Linked DNA regions of Mus musculus: region 2 is linked to region 1. The links are chromatin contacts, called in public HiCAR-type maps. All regions are on one chromosome and are shown on one strand. The core of a region is the stretch at or near the end of the contact, and the rest is flanking DNA. Distances in the headings are between cores, read along the strand shown. Region 1 overlaps Gm13846 (a long non-coding RNA gene). Region 2 has its middle 71 kb from the start of Gm31894.

Region 1 (6,869 bases), core at 2,321-4,820:
TTATCTCTCTACCCCATTTTTAATTGGGTTATTTGATTCTCTGAAGTCTAACTTCTTGAGTTCTTTGTATATATTGGATACTAGCCCCGTACGGAATGTAGAATTGGTAAAGATCTTTTCCCAATCTGTTGTTTGCTGTTTTGTCCAATTGACAGTGTCCTTTGCCTTGCAGAAGCTTTGCAATTTTATGAGGTCCCATTTGTAGACTCTTGATCTTAAAGCATAAGTCATTGGTATTCTGTTCAGGAAATTGTCCCCTGTGCCCATGTGTTTGAGGCTCTTCCCTACTTTCTCCTCTATAAATTTCAGTGTCTCTGGTTTTATGTGGATGTCCTTGAGCTTTGTACAAGGACATAAGGATGAGTCAATTTGCATTCTTCTACAGGCTGACAGCCAATTGAACCAGCACCATTTGTTAAAAATGCTGTCTTGTTTCCACTGGATGGTTTTTGCTCTTTTGTCAAAGATCAAGTGACCATAGGTGTGTGGGTTCATTTCTGGGTCTTCAATTCTATTCCACTGATCTTCCTGTCTGTCTCTGTACTGATACCATACAGTTTTTATCACTATTGCTCTGTAATGCAGCTTGGGATCAGAGATGGTGATTTCCCCAGAAGTTCTTTTGTTGTTGAGAATAGCCAAAAGCAATCTACAGATTCAATATAATCCCCATCAAAATTCCAACTCAATTCTTCATAGAGTTAGAAAGAGCAATTTGCAAATTCATATGGAATAACTGGCTTGCTTTCTTACAGAACCTAGGATACAGCCTGAGGATGACACCACCCACCATGGACTAAACCCTCTCCCATTGATCACTAACTGAGAAAATGCCTTATGGTTTGATTTCACAGAGGCATTTCCTTAACTGAGGCCCCTTCCTCTTTGATGACTCTAACTTATATCAAGTTAACACACAAAACAAGTACATTCTACTAACTTGGAAAATCTAAAAGAAATAGATGAACTTATATACACATATGACCTTCCAAAATTCAAGCAAGATGAGATAAACAATTTAAGCAGATCTGTAGCAAGCAGTGCAATTGATGCAGCGATTAAGAATTTCATAAATTACAAGTGTCTAAGCCAAGATGGATTGTCTGGTAAATTTTGCTAGACCATTAAAGAAGAATTAAGACCAACACTTGTTAAACTATTCCATAAAATAAAAAAATAAAAAAATAAAATAAAAGTGAAGAAGCAACTGTCTTAGTGTTTTACTGTTGTGAACAGACACCATGACCAAAGCAACTCTTATAAGACTAGCATTTAATTGGGCTGCCTTACAGGTTCAGAGGTTCAGTTCATTATCATCAAGACAGGAGCATGGCAGCATCCAGACAAGCATGGTACATGAGGAACTAAGAGTTCTACATCATCATCTAAAGGGCAATAGAAGAAGACTGGCTTCCAGAAAGCTAGGATCAGGGTCTCAAAGCCTATGCCTACAATAACACACTTCCTCCAACAAGGCCACTCTAACAAGGCCATACCTCCTAATAATCCCATTCCCTGCACCAAACATATACAAACATCACAGGAATGTTACTAAACTTTCTTACAAAGTTAGATTTTTTTTGTTTGTTTTGTTTTTGTTTGGTTGGTTTTTTGTTTGTTTTTGTTTTTGTTTTTCGAGACAGGGTTTCTCTGTGTAGCCCTGGCTGTCCTGGAACTCACTTTGTAGACCAGGCTGGCCTCGAACTCAGAAATCTGCCTGCCTCCCAAGTGCTGGGATTAAAGGCATGCACCATCACGCCCAGCTAGTTAGAATTATCCTAATACCAAAACCAGATAAAGATGTAACCAAAAAAAAATTATAAACAAATATCTATGATTCACATAGATATTATGAATCACATAAAAAAATCCTCATTATTCTGATTCAGTGCTTTACTTTCCTTTCCATAAGTTGGAAATTTAGCAGGGTGGGGTCTAGCCCTGGGGTCACAACTCCCTTTATTCCCATTTAATATCAGACTTTTTAAAAAATATGCTTATCTCCTTGAGCACAGGACTTAGCTCTATTGCACTCCCTGGTGCCCCTTTTCTCCTCAAGGTTTACATTTTCTATTTTTTCTTGCTCAGCTTGCTCCTTTTCATTAAAGATCTGCATACAAGTGAGCACTAATAACCACACAACAAAGTCTATACTAGGTTGTTTTAAGATTCTTCTGTCAACAGAATTAAAACTCTCGACTATAGCCTTGGGCAGACTTTTCAGACAAGGCCAAAGCAAAGCTACATTCTTCACCAAAATCTCACAATCTCTGAAACCTCTTCAGCCAGGCCCCCACAGCTCAAATCACCCTCATCAGAACTGTATTCCATGCTCTTACTAGTATGGCCTATTTAACTGTGTGTAAAGTAATCCGCTACTTTCCTAACCCCAAATCCCAAAGTCTACATTCCTCCAAATAAAAACCCAGTCAGGTCTGTCACAACAATATCCCACTCCTGGTACCAACTTCTGTCTTAGTTAGGGTTTCTATTGCTATGAAAAAAAAAAAACACTCACAACAACGCTTGTAAAGAAAAACATTTAATTTGGCTGGCTTACAGTTTCAGAGGCTTAGTCCATCATTATCATCATGGTGGGAAACATGCTAGCATGCAGGTAGATACATGCTGGTACTGGAGAAGGAGCTAAGAGTTCTACATCTTGATCCTCAGGAAGCTGGGAAAGAACTGACTTGAGCGCCTGAGTTCTCAAAGTCTGCCCCCACAGTGACACACTTCCTCCAGCAAGGCCATATCCACTTCAACAAGGCCACACCTCCTAATAATGTCACCCCTCTCCCCCGAGGGCCAAGCATTCAAATGCAGGAGTCTATGGAGGCCTTTCCTATTCAAACTACCACAATCCCCAAATTATGAGTCAAAATAAAATCCCTCTTCCTCTCCAGTCACTTTTGGAGGGTGTTTTGTCATAATGGGGAAAGTATCTAATACAGTATTAATACTAAATGAGGTCACACATGATTTTACTGCATCTCTTCTAATGTGGCGTCAGGAAAGTCTCTGCTCATGGGTTTTCAGAGGGGTGGGTATGGAAAGGGTATCAGTAATGAAAGCTTGGTCCTCTCTTCCATCACAACCTGAATCACTGCCAATGCATCTGATGGCCAAGGGACATGTTCTTTGGTTCAGACAGACTCACCAAGGGCAAAGCCATGTCTGTACAGATCCATCATAGCAGATCGTGGTTGGACCCTTTACAGATGCTGAGTGAAGACCATGTGCCAGAGCCCACGAGGCAGAACTTGGCAGTCCAGCTTGGCAAACAGTGTAAACACCACAGCTGTAGACTGGCTTCCTACCCATCTGCACTATGGAAAGAGTCTGGCCACCACTAGCCCTTCAACAACAGCCCTCATGAAGTCAACCGGCACAGGAACCAGCTTAGCAGCTACCTTGGAAAACAAAGATCTATTGAGCATCTGATATTTTATCCACATTCTCCTAGAGTATGCAGAACAGTCCTGGTGACAGGAAATCTCTCTAAAGAGACCTACCTTCAAGTGTCTGTTCAGGAAATTCAACAAAGGAGGCTTGGGACTGAAACTTGATTTAGCCATTAACATGCAACGATCTCCCTGGCCTCTGTATCTGAATCTGAAAGGGGCTAGGGGAGGTGCCACCTTCCAGCGCAGTCAGTGACAATAAATGAAATCATGCATTCTCTGTCATCAGAGCTCCCAGAAGTAAGTATAATATGCATGGCAGGTGGTGTTATTAATGACATCCTCAGGTGTTTTCTAAAGTTTGTAATTAGCATGTAAGGGTAATGGTGAAGTGTCAGCTCCCCAAGACTTCCCCAAGCAGAGCATCCCAGCTTGAAAGGAATGGCCTGCTGCTCTAGTCTTTATCTGAATTTTCGCCACTTCCTGATGGCAGACGATACAGCTAAGAGAGTTAGTTCCAAGAATATTAATTGACTTCTCCTTATTTGGAGTGATACTCATCCTTCTCCTCTCCCCGCCTCCCTCTTTAGTTGAGTTGATTCAGGCAACACTCCCTAAAAGCTGTGGGCCCAGCAGCCCCAGCAGTAGCAGGTGACTGCAGCCCCAGCAGCCTAAGAAAAGGCAGCCGCAGTGAACAGCGTGTCGGAAGCATTCCTTCTCCATCCCAGGAAGTAGGAGATCCTGTTCTAAGCACTAGCAAGAGGAGCCTGACTCCTCCAGAATCCCAGATCTTCTCCAGGAGCCTGGCACCAGGTACAGGAGTTACCATGAGCACATACACCAAATATGGCTGCTTCCAACTGGCATAGAGAGCTTTTGGGCAATGCTGAGGAAGGAAGGGAACCACAGCCAGCTTCTGGCTATAGCTGAGAGCAGCCATGACAGGAGTGGGGGTTCTCGAAGCCATAAGGCAGCACCATGAAATTGGACACAATCTCTCAAAGGAAACTCATCTGTCCTTGAGATTCCAAAAGGAAGAATCTTTTCCTGGAGGTCACAAAGGGATGGAAAGGAGAGTACAATCTTTCCAGAGAATTCAAATTCTGTATCAGAACTATGAAAGAAGATAGCACAGGCCAGGCAGTGGTAGTACATGCCTGTAAAGGTCACAAAGGGATGGAAAGGAGAGTACAATCTTTCCAGAGAATTCAAATTCTGTATCAGAACTATGAAAGAAGATAGCACAGGCCAGGCAGTGGTAGTACATGCCTGTAAAGGTCACAAAGGGATGGAAAGGAGAGTACAATCTTTCCAGAGAATTCAAATTCTGTATCAGAACTATGAAAGAAGATAGCACAGGCCAGGCAGTGGTAGTACATGCCTGTAATTCCAGCACTTGGAAGGCAGAGGCAGGCAGATTTCTGAGTTTGAAGCCAGCCTGGTCTACAGAGTGAGTTCCAGGAAAGCCAGGACTACACAGAGAAACCCTGTCAAAAGAAAGAGAGAGAGAGAGAAGAGGGGAGGGGAGGGAAGGGAAGGGAAGAGAAGAGAAGAGAAGAGAAGAGAAGAGAAGAGAAGAGAAGAGAAGAGAAGAGAAGAGAAGAGAAGAGAAGAGAAGAGAAGAGAAGAGAAGAGAAGAGAAGAGAAGAGAAGAAAAAGATAGCATGGGCTGGCGAGATGACTCAGCAGGTAAGAACACTGACTGCTCTTCCAAATGTTCTGAGTTCAAATCCCAGCAACCACATGATGGCTCACAACCACCCATAATGAGATCTGATGTCCTCTTCTGGTGCATCTGAAGTCAGTTACAATGGACTTATGTATAATAATAATTAATCTTTAAGAGAAGGAGGAGGAAGAGGAGGAGGAGGAGGAGGAGGAGGAGGAGAAGAAGAAGAAGAAGAAGAAGAAGAAGAAGAAGAAGAAGAAGAAGAAGAAGAAGAAGAAGAAGAAGAAGAAGAAGAAGAAGAAGAAGAAGAAGAAGAAGAAGAAGAAGAAGTAAAAAAACCAAGTCTTAATGCCAGCAGGTTCTTCCAACTCCCTGGACACTGCCAACTTGGCCTGAACTTTTGTCAAAGCATAGAAGTCTCACACACAGTAGAGAAAATTCAAATAGTGCATTAAGGTTTGGAGAAGAGATAGAGAGATGGCTCAGTGGATAAAAAATATTGCCAGTTTTCCAGAGGACCTGGGTTACAAATTGTCTGTAACTCCAGTTCCAAGAGCCTCATAGCCCCCTTCTGATTTCTGTGGGCACTGCATGAATGTAGTACACCGAGTACATGTGGATAAGACATTCCTACATATAAAATAAAATAAAAATCATTAAAGAGACTGGAAGAAACCCCCTAAAAATGCTTTCAGGCTTGGTGGCCCTGCCCAAGCTTGCAGACATGCATAAGTAATTGAACATGACTTTGAACTCTATACCTTCCTGCCTCCACCTTCCAAGTATAAGGATTACATTACAGGTATGTGCCATGACATTGGACTGGCTAAGCTGTTTGAAAACTCCCTGAATCCTAAGCTAGAGAAGCCCTCCTCTTTCATAATCCTTGGCTCCTTGGTGGGAAGTGACTCTCAGGAAAGCAGGCAGGGGTGGGGAGACACTCTTGCCCCACCCCCACTACACACACACTCCCTGATTTCTTCCTTCCCCATAGCCAGCAACTCTTCTTTCTCAGGTTCTCCTAAGTCCACAAGACACCTGCTGGGGAGAGTCAAATCTTCCTAGCTCCCACAGCCCCCTGCCACCTCCCCAACTTCCATCCCAGGATCTCTTTCTTGAGCAAATCGGCACCTGTATTTGTTAATCAAGTCACCGAGGACTCAGTAATTGCCCAGCAGAAAACACGGGTGCAGATGTTAGGGAGCACAGGGGCAAAAGCACTAAATGAGATTCTTGTTTTCCAAACAGAGCCTGAGATTTAATTACAGCCTTTCCAAGTGCTTATTAAAAACCCTTATTTTTTTTCCTTATTGTTTTCCTGCATGGCGCATATTGAATCAGCCACTGCTGTTGTCTTGTTTTTGGAGTGTTCATAAAAAGAACCGATGTGGAAAATTGCAAACACAGATTGTACCCAAACAATATCTTCTCCTTTTGCTTTCTCCCTCTTCTTTCTTCCTGCTGAATAACAACATCCGTCTGTGTATTCAGAGCACATCCGGGCTCTTTCCCAACAGTCAAAGGGATTCTTTTTTGGCACTCACAGATCACCCTGCAAGGACCTGAGAAGGAGCAAGAATGTCTGGGTGTGGTGGTGCATGCCTGTGATCCCCGTGCTTAGGAGGTGGAAACGGGGGATTAGAAATTCAAGGCCATTTTCACCCTTACAGCTATAGTGAGCTCAGGAGCATCCTGGGCTACCCGAGACCCTGTTTCAGAAAGGCAAGCAGGAGGTGGTGAGATGAGCCAAAGGTTGCTGCTCTTCCAAATATCCTGATTTCAGATACCAGCACCCA
Region 2 (6,591 bases), core at 949-3,448, 240 kb before region 1:
CTACTACTCTGTCTTCCCTTGCCTGTTTTCTCACCCCTAACCAAATCCAAACAGCATCCCACACTACTGTCTACCAGCTCCAGATGCTGGGAGTTGCCCCTAAAAATACAGATGCCAGTGGTCTGGGCTGAGTCATTTATCTCAGAGGGCTTATTCTACAAGCCAATGTGCATTCTCTCTCTCTCCCTCCCTCTCTCTCTCTCTCTCTCTCTCTCTCTCTCTCTCTCTCTCTCACTCTCGCTCTCGGAGAAGATGAGAACCTCCTTACACAGCACCAGTATCCATCCTCCCAGAACCTGGTCTATGATTGACAAATTACATATGAGATAATTGTAAGGTAATTGATTAAATTTAACTTCACAAGTACCTAGTGAGTTCCAGACAATGGGAATTCACAAGTGAGGAGGTCACAGCCGACCACCACCGAAGCAAAGTGTCCTGAGTTAGTGGGGTCAGGGACACCCCAGCTTGCTACATGGGGCTGACAGAGTCTGGACCTCCTAGGGAAAGTGATTGTGACAAAGAAAATCATGCTTTCCTGCCCTTTGTGCTCTCCCTCTTCTCTTCTGTCCCATAGTAGTCAGTCTCTCTCTCTCTCTCTCTCTCTCTCTCTCTCTCTCTCTCTCTCTCTCTCTCTCTCTCTCTCTGTGTGTGTGTGTGTGTGTGTGTGTGTGTGTGTGTGTGTGTGTGTGTGTTAAAAGAGTAGTCCCGGTGCTTAGCACCCAGCATCAAGGACTTTGTAACTTCTAGGTCTCAGCCTCTCAGATGTGAGACAGCCACTGCTTCTATTTCAACATAATCTGATTTAATAAATTATTTTAATACCCAGTGGCTGCCTCATACTGAAGAGGCTGAGAGGCCGATAGGTGCTCTGTCCATGAAGCTAGGCACTTCAGCAGTCCCTCTGAGGCACTGAAAACCTGGAGGACTCCTGGAGAACCAGTAGTCCTTCGTCAGTGCTGGTGCCTGGGAACAGCGGTTCTGATGCCAGTGAAGATAAATCAACTTGGCCAAGCAAGCAAACGACAAATAATCTTGCCCTGTCTTCTGCTTGCTTGACCAAGTTGACTTATCTTCACTAGTATCAGAACTAGGGCGCCACCCACATTTGGAGGGTGGGTCTTCCCACATCAATTTAGATAATCAGAATGATTGAAACCAACCATCATGCCCCCTAGCCCCACCAAAGTCCCTTTTCTGCATTCCATCCACAACACTAATTTCAGACCTTCCACACTCACTCTACACTACAAATATGAGAACATGTCTTGCTTAAACCATTTATAGATTTTTTTTTGTCCATTTTTATATTAAGTTTCTCGCACTTGCCTGAACCTGATTCTAGCTAACATGGAAATAGAAGAATAATTAAGTCAGAAGTTTTAATAAATATCCAGAAACTTCTGAGGGAAGCTGGCTTTACACTGAGAAGAAATACCGAGCTGAAGGAAGTTCTGTTGAATCTGTTCTTAACAATTCAACATTAGCTTTAAATCCATGCAAGTCTGCTCCAGGCTGAATGGTTCTAGCCAGCACACATCAGTTACTTTTCTGTTCTAGTGGTAAAGTTCCATGGCCAAGAGCAACTGACAGAAGGAAGTGTTTATTTGCACTTATGGTTCCAGAGGGAGATGAGTCTATCCTGACAGGGAGCCATGGTAGCAAGCAGCCGATGTGGCAACTGGAGCAGGAAGCTGTGCGATCAACCACAGAGCAGGGAGCAAACCGGAAATGGACCAAGGCTATAGATCCCTGAAGCTGGCCAGCCCTGAAGCTCTCCCTTAGCAAGGCCACACCACCGACTAACTCCCTCAAATATCACCAGCACCAACTATCAAAATATGTGAGCCTGAGAGGGGTGTTGTCATTTAAACCACTACACAAACCAAGAGTTCCAGTGCTTGGCTCTGTGTCAGGGCACCCGAGAGCTGGTTCAAACGTGGAATGCCTGGTCCTGCCCCAGGTTTCTGATTCAGTTCAGTGTATGTGCACATCTCAATGGCTTCCAGAATGCCTGCTGCTCAGGAGACTGCACCTTGAGAGGTCCATTGTTCCAGACTTTTCAGAAACACACTTCCCCAAAGTCAGTTGTCTTGCATGCATTTCAGCTTTGAAACTCAAAGGAGGAAGTACAGTGATTTTTCCAGAGTGGGGAGCTTCAGGAGGCAGGAAGGGACTGCAGGACAGCTTGGGTGTGCTGAGCATCCAGGGAAGAGGAGATTTGTGATGCAAATGATTTACTGGTGTTCAGCTGGGAGCAGAAGGGATTTCAGGACACCGAGCCAAATCGAATTCATTACCTGACAATTAGCTCTAAATTAATGCAAGACTGTGCCGGCCCAATGTGCTCTAAGGAAGGAGGCCTTGACAGCTTGAGATGGGCAGGATCTGAGGTGTCAATCTCAGTTGGATCCTGGGGCACTCCCTCCTCTCGGTTTGTCTGTCAGGGTGTTCTGAGCTCAGAACACAGTCACCCCCCACTCTGGAGACAATTGCAGCCTCTACCACTCCAGAGTTAGCCTTCATTCACCCAACCACACTGCACCCCATCCAGGGCAGACTTGGGCTCCCCTGTCCTTGCACCCACAGGCTTGCTCCTCAGAGCCACCTCTTGGGACACACAGGCAGGCCTGCTGTTGACTCTTCAGTTGCGGACGGCACAGAATGAAGTTCCTCATATTTTGACAGAGTGAACGGCTAATTCAGTGTGTGTCCCATCTCCTCAAGCAGAAATTGCTCACGCGTGGAGGATAGACATTCCTTTATGAATTTCTTTATTTAATGGAGGCCTACTTTCCCCCTCTGGTTCCTTTTTCTCCTTTCCTCTTATTTTACATCAATCTCTTTCCTCCACCAGGTTCTCAAGGAGCCGCTGATGTAGTACACACAGCCATGTGACCACTGTATATGGTGACCTGTGGACAGACTGTCCCTGAGATTCCATTGACCTGTTCATTAAACAGTATGCAGCAACAGACAGGACATGCTGGGCTTTGGCCATACAAGCTCTTAGGGCAGCCTAAAAGACAGGACCCAAGGACCCAAGGACCCTACAGGCAGCATATGGAATGAGGGCACAGGGCGCTCTGAGTCCACTGTTTACCCATGTAAGCATCATATAAGCATTCCCACTTATGAGATTATCCACCCCTTCAGCTCCCCACAATCAGACTGGCTCTGTGATTTTCTGCTTGCCCATAGCTGCCTAATGACAAATTCATCACCCACATATCAGAGTCTCTGGCAGACTTCCTTTGAATAGGTAGCATTTTTAACTGGTTCTGACAAAGATCCTCGAGGTCTCTGTCTTTCTGTTTGGCTGTACTACAGCATCACTGGGTGAAAAGAAAGTCACGCCTCTCTCCACCCACTGGGCACATTTTCTCCAAAATTCTTTTGGAGAGAAACTTACAACTGCTCCAGAGGCATAGTTCAAAAGATTAATCTATATTTTAAAAACTCTTAGACATCAAATGAAGTGTGGCCACTACTTCCCAAATGCTCTAAATTTCCGGTCTTAATCGATTATGCTTATGGTTCTCAGAATGCCTCCCATTTTACAGACGAGTAGAGGGAAGGCATCACCAGGGCCTGAACTTCGGTCTTTGACCCTCAGCCTTGGATCCATTCCATCAGACCACTCCCTACTTAGTCCACCCAACCTAGCATGTCCAGATGACATGGGCTCAGAAAATGTGTGTGTTCTCAGGCTGACCTCATTGCCCATCTCCACTGTCACTGTCACCACACTTGGAACCCAGCCAAGGCACTGTCATGGGGGATAACCATGTCATAGTCATGGTTTCAACAGGTTCATCCCGGTTCTCAGAGAAGTACAATCAACAGGGTGAGGGTGTGCCCGTGTACACACATGTGTGCTTTTAGAACTGGCTCAGGTTTATAGGACTAGCACGTGTAAACTCTGTAAAGCAGGCTGGAAATTCAGGCAGAAAGGGATGTTTTGAGAAATACTTATTTTCCAGAAAATCCTGGTTGTATTCATACGGCTGTCAACTGATAGATGGCATCCTCACTTCCCACTATAGGAATGAGAGTAACCCTTGTTTAATACTTAATTAATTACTGAGTAGCCAAATAACTATAGAATACCATCACTGGGTTAGCATTTACTAACAAAGCCTGGACAATCAACACCTAAAACTGATTGTCACTGTATGTCAAATGTTGGTAGCAAGTAGATCTAAGTTCAAGGCTTCCCTTCTCATGAGAAACCCAGAAGTGAGAGAGTACCCTAGTGAGGTCTCTAGCAACGCAGGGACAGAGTGACTGATTTGGTAGCATCCCCCACCAGGAATATGATAGATGTACTTCAGCAATGGGGGTTCTGGTCCCCAACACAGCCCCTGAGGACCTCACACAGTATCTGCCCCTCATAACCGTGTCTCTGGTGCCATCTGGAACCAACTGGGTGTAGAATCCCGTGCTAGGGGAAAGATGGGTTCACATCATGGACATAGGGTTCAGATGTGTCCCAGGACGAGGGCTTATGTATACTCAAGACTGGGAGGTTAAACAGGGTAGAAACACTTCTTGCAGAGTTTGCCAGAGGTCCTCTTCTGTCACTTTGCCCAGAAATCCTGATGGTATGTGTGTGTCCATGCCAGACCATGCAGCTTCTGGAGTTCCTAGAGAAGATGAAACCAAACCAAACAACCTCTGCCACTGAATGGGATCTAAGTCCCCATGTGTGCTCACTACCTGTAGCTTCCTAAGCCCCGTGTAAGCTCCCACACTTTCCCTCGGCCTCCCCTGGAACAGTCACTTGGAATTGATGTTTCCTGCTGAACTTCCCCACATCTGATAAATAACACCTGCCATCCCCACTCCTTTCCCCCAACTCTGTTTATTAAACAACGTTCGAGATTTTTCTTCTCACATGATGGGTACTAAAAGCACAAAGCAAACCATCCATGCGGAGGGGATGTCGCCAGCCATCCGTGGCCTGGAGCCAGGTGGTAAGTGACGTTTTATTTGCCAAGGCCTGAGTGAGGCCAGGCAAGGCCAGGTGGGGCTGAGGCAGCCCAGCTTTCATAGAAGTGCTTGAATTTGGGGGCAGGCCAAGGGTCACCCCAGCACTGCTTTAGCCCCCTACAACCTTGGGTTGGTACCTTACCTCCATAAGTCTCCACGGGATGATCTGAGAATGAGATTTTTCCAACTGTAAAATTAGAACTGTGAAGAGGGTCAGCAGCACAGAAAAGCTCCTTACACAGAGTGAGGTGCGTGTGTGTGTGTGTGTGTGTGTGTGCGCGCGTGTGTGTGTGTGTGTGTGTGTGTGTGTGTGTGTGTGTGTGCATGTGTGTGTGTGTGTGTGTGTGTGTGTGTGAAGGGTCGAATTAAAAACGGCCACCATTGGCTCAAGTACTTGAATACTAGGTCCCCAGTTAGTTAGTGGTGCTGTTTGGGTCTGTGGAACCTTTAGAAGGTGGAAACTTGCTATAAGAAATATGACACTGACGTAGGTTGGCCCGATACCCTCCCACCACCGTGTGCTTCCTGTGAGTGGATGAAAATGTGATAAGTTAGCTTCCTGTGTAATGACTGTTGCCATAGCTTCCCCGCCATGACAGACTCTTGCCCTCATTAACGGTAAGTCAAAATAAACCTTTTACCTTAAACTGCTCTTAGCAGCTTATATAGCATGTGATCTACCAGTTGACATCTTATCCTTACTGTCAAAAAATCCCACCAAGCTTTGCAACCATGCCGTCTCAGGATCCCCCATGCTGGGGTCCATTCTGCTCACAGTTGTTCTGTGCCACGGTTGCTATATTAGGCTCATAGTTGAGGAGTTCCAGAAGGGTGACAAGAGCGATTGGTCTCTGCTCCACGAGAATCCTGGCCTCAGCTGCAAGAATGGCATACAGGCTGAGGGAAAAGGGCTCAGTAACTGAAGACTGATGTCACCTGTTCCGTCCAGCACCTGGCCTCACTGGGGGCTATTGGTCAGACACCCGCATGAAGCCTCTGATGTGACTCATAGGCTTCCTCATAGAATGGTGAGTATTCCATAGCATCCGAATAGTAAGTGTCTCACGGAGTTAGAGGATGCTATACTGCCCGGTATGAAGCCTGGTACATCACCTCAGTCTTTCCTGTGAGTCGTCTCAGATTCCCCACGTGAGAATCTGACTCCCTCCCAGGAAGTCCTACATTAAAGAAAGCAGGGAGGGTAAAGGATATTGCTGCATTCATATCTGGATGATGTCAATGAGTCACCAAATGAATGAAGAAGTTGGAGTTTTGAGCAAGGGATGGGATTTGGAAAGATGTATGTTCCTGGTCACTCTGTTGAGGTCAGTACAGGTGCCCCTTCCACACCTGCCTGCCTGCCTCCCTCAACCCTGAGCTGGCCTTGCCCTCATAGCTCTTGCCTTCCAAGAATGAATGATCTGTTCTAAGAACAGCACTCCCCAGGGGCAGCGTCCTCCGGATCTCTGCAGGATATGATCCACCCCCTGCTCAGATTGGCCATCCATGAGCTCACACGCTCAAGCTCCACCCCATGGCAAGGGAGTCAGAAGATACATTTTATCCATACCCCTGTGAGTCTCCTGTTGGTTAAAGTTG

The links. HiCAR-type assays count read pairs that join an accessible place to other places.
Region 2: a HiCAR-type map of embryonic stem cells shows a contact between it and region 1, with 5 times the contacts expected there. The contact joins two enhancer-like sites. A contact is called at or near these places in 1 of 484 Hi-C or Micro-C datasets (embryonic stem cells), 1 of 115 datasets of contacts at active chromatin or transcription factors (embryonic stem cells) and 1 of 9 other capture datasets (embryonic stem cells).

Annotation. Positions count from the first base shown.
Region 1 is chr6:31,704,157-31,711,025 of GRCm38.p6, reverse strand. The region is part of intron 1 of Gm13846 (a long non-coding RNA gene); the gene reads right to left. Among named protein-coding and RNA genes, the nearest start is that of Gm13847, 41 kb to the right of the region's middle. Within about 2 kb of position 3,570, at least 3 of the 459 cell types and tissues checked have an H3K27ac peak or open chromatin away from gene starts, as enhancers often do. A contact at or near this core is called in embryonic stem cells, where this site is marked.
Region 2 is chr6:31,943,933-31,950,523 of GRCm38.p6, reverse strand. No RefSeq gene overlaps it. Among named protein-coding and RNA genes, the nearest start is that of Gm31894, 71 kb to the left of the region's middle. Within about 2 kb of position 2,198, at least 18 of the 459 cell types and tissues checked have an H3K27ac peak or open chromatin away from gene starts, as enhancers often do. A contact at or near this core is called in embryonic stem cells, where this site is marked.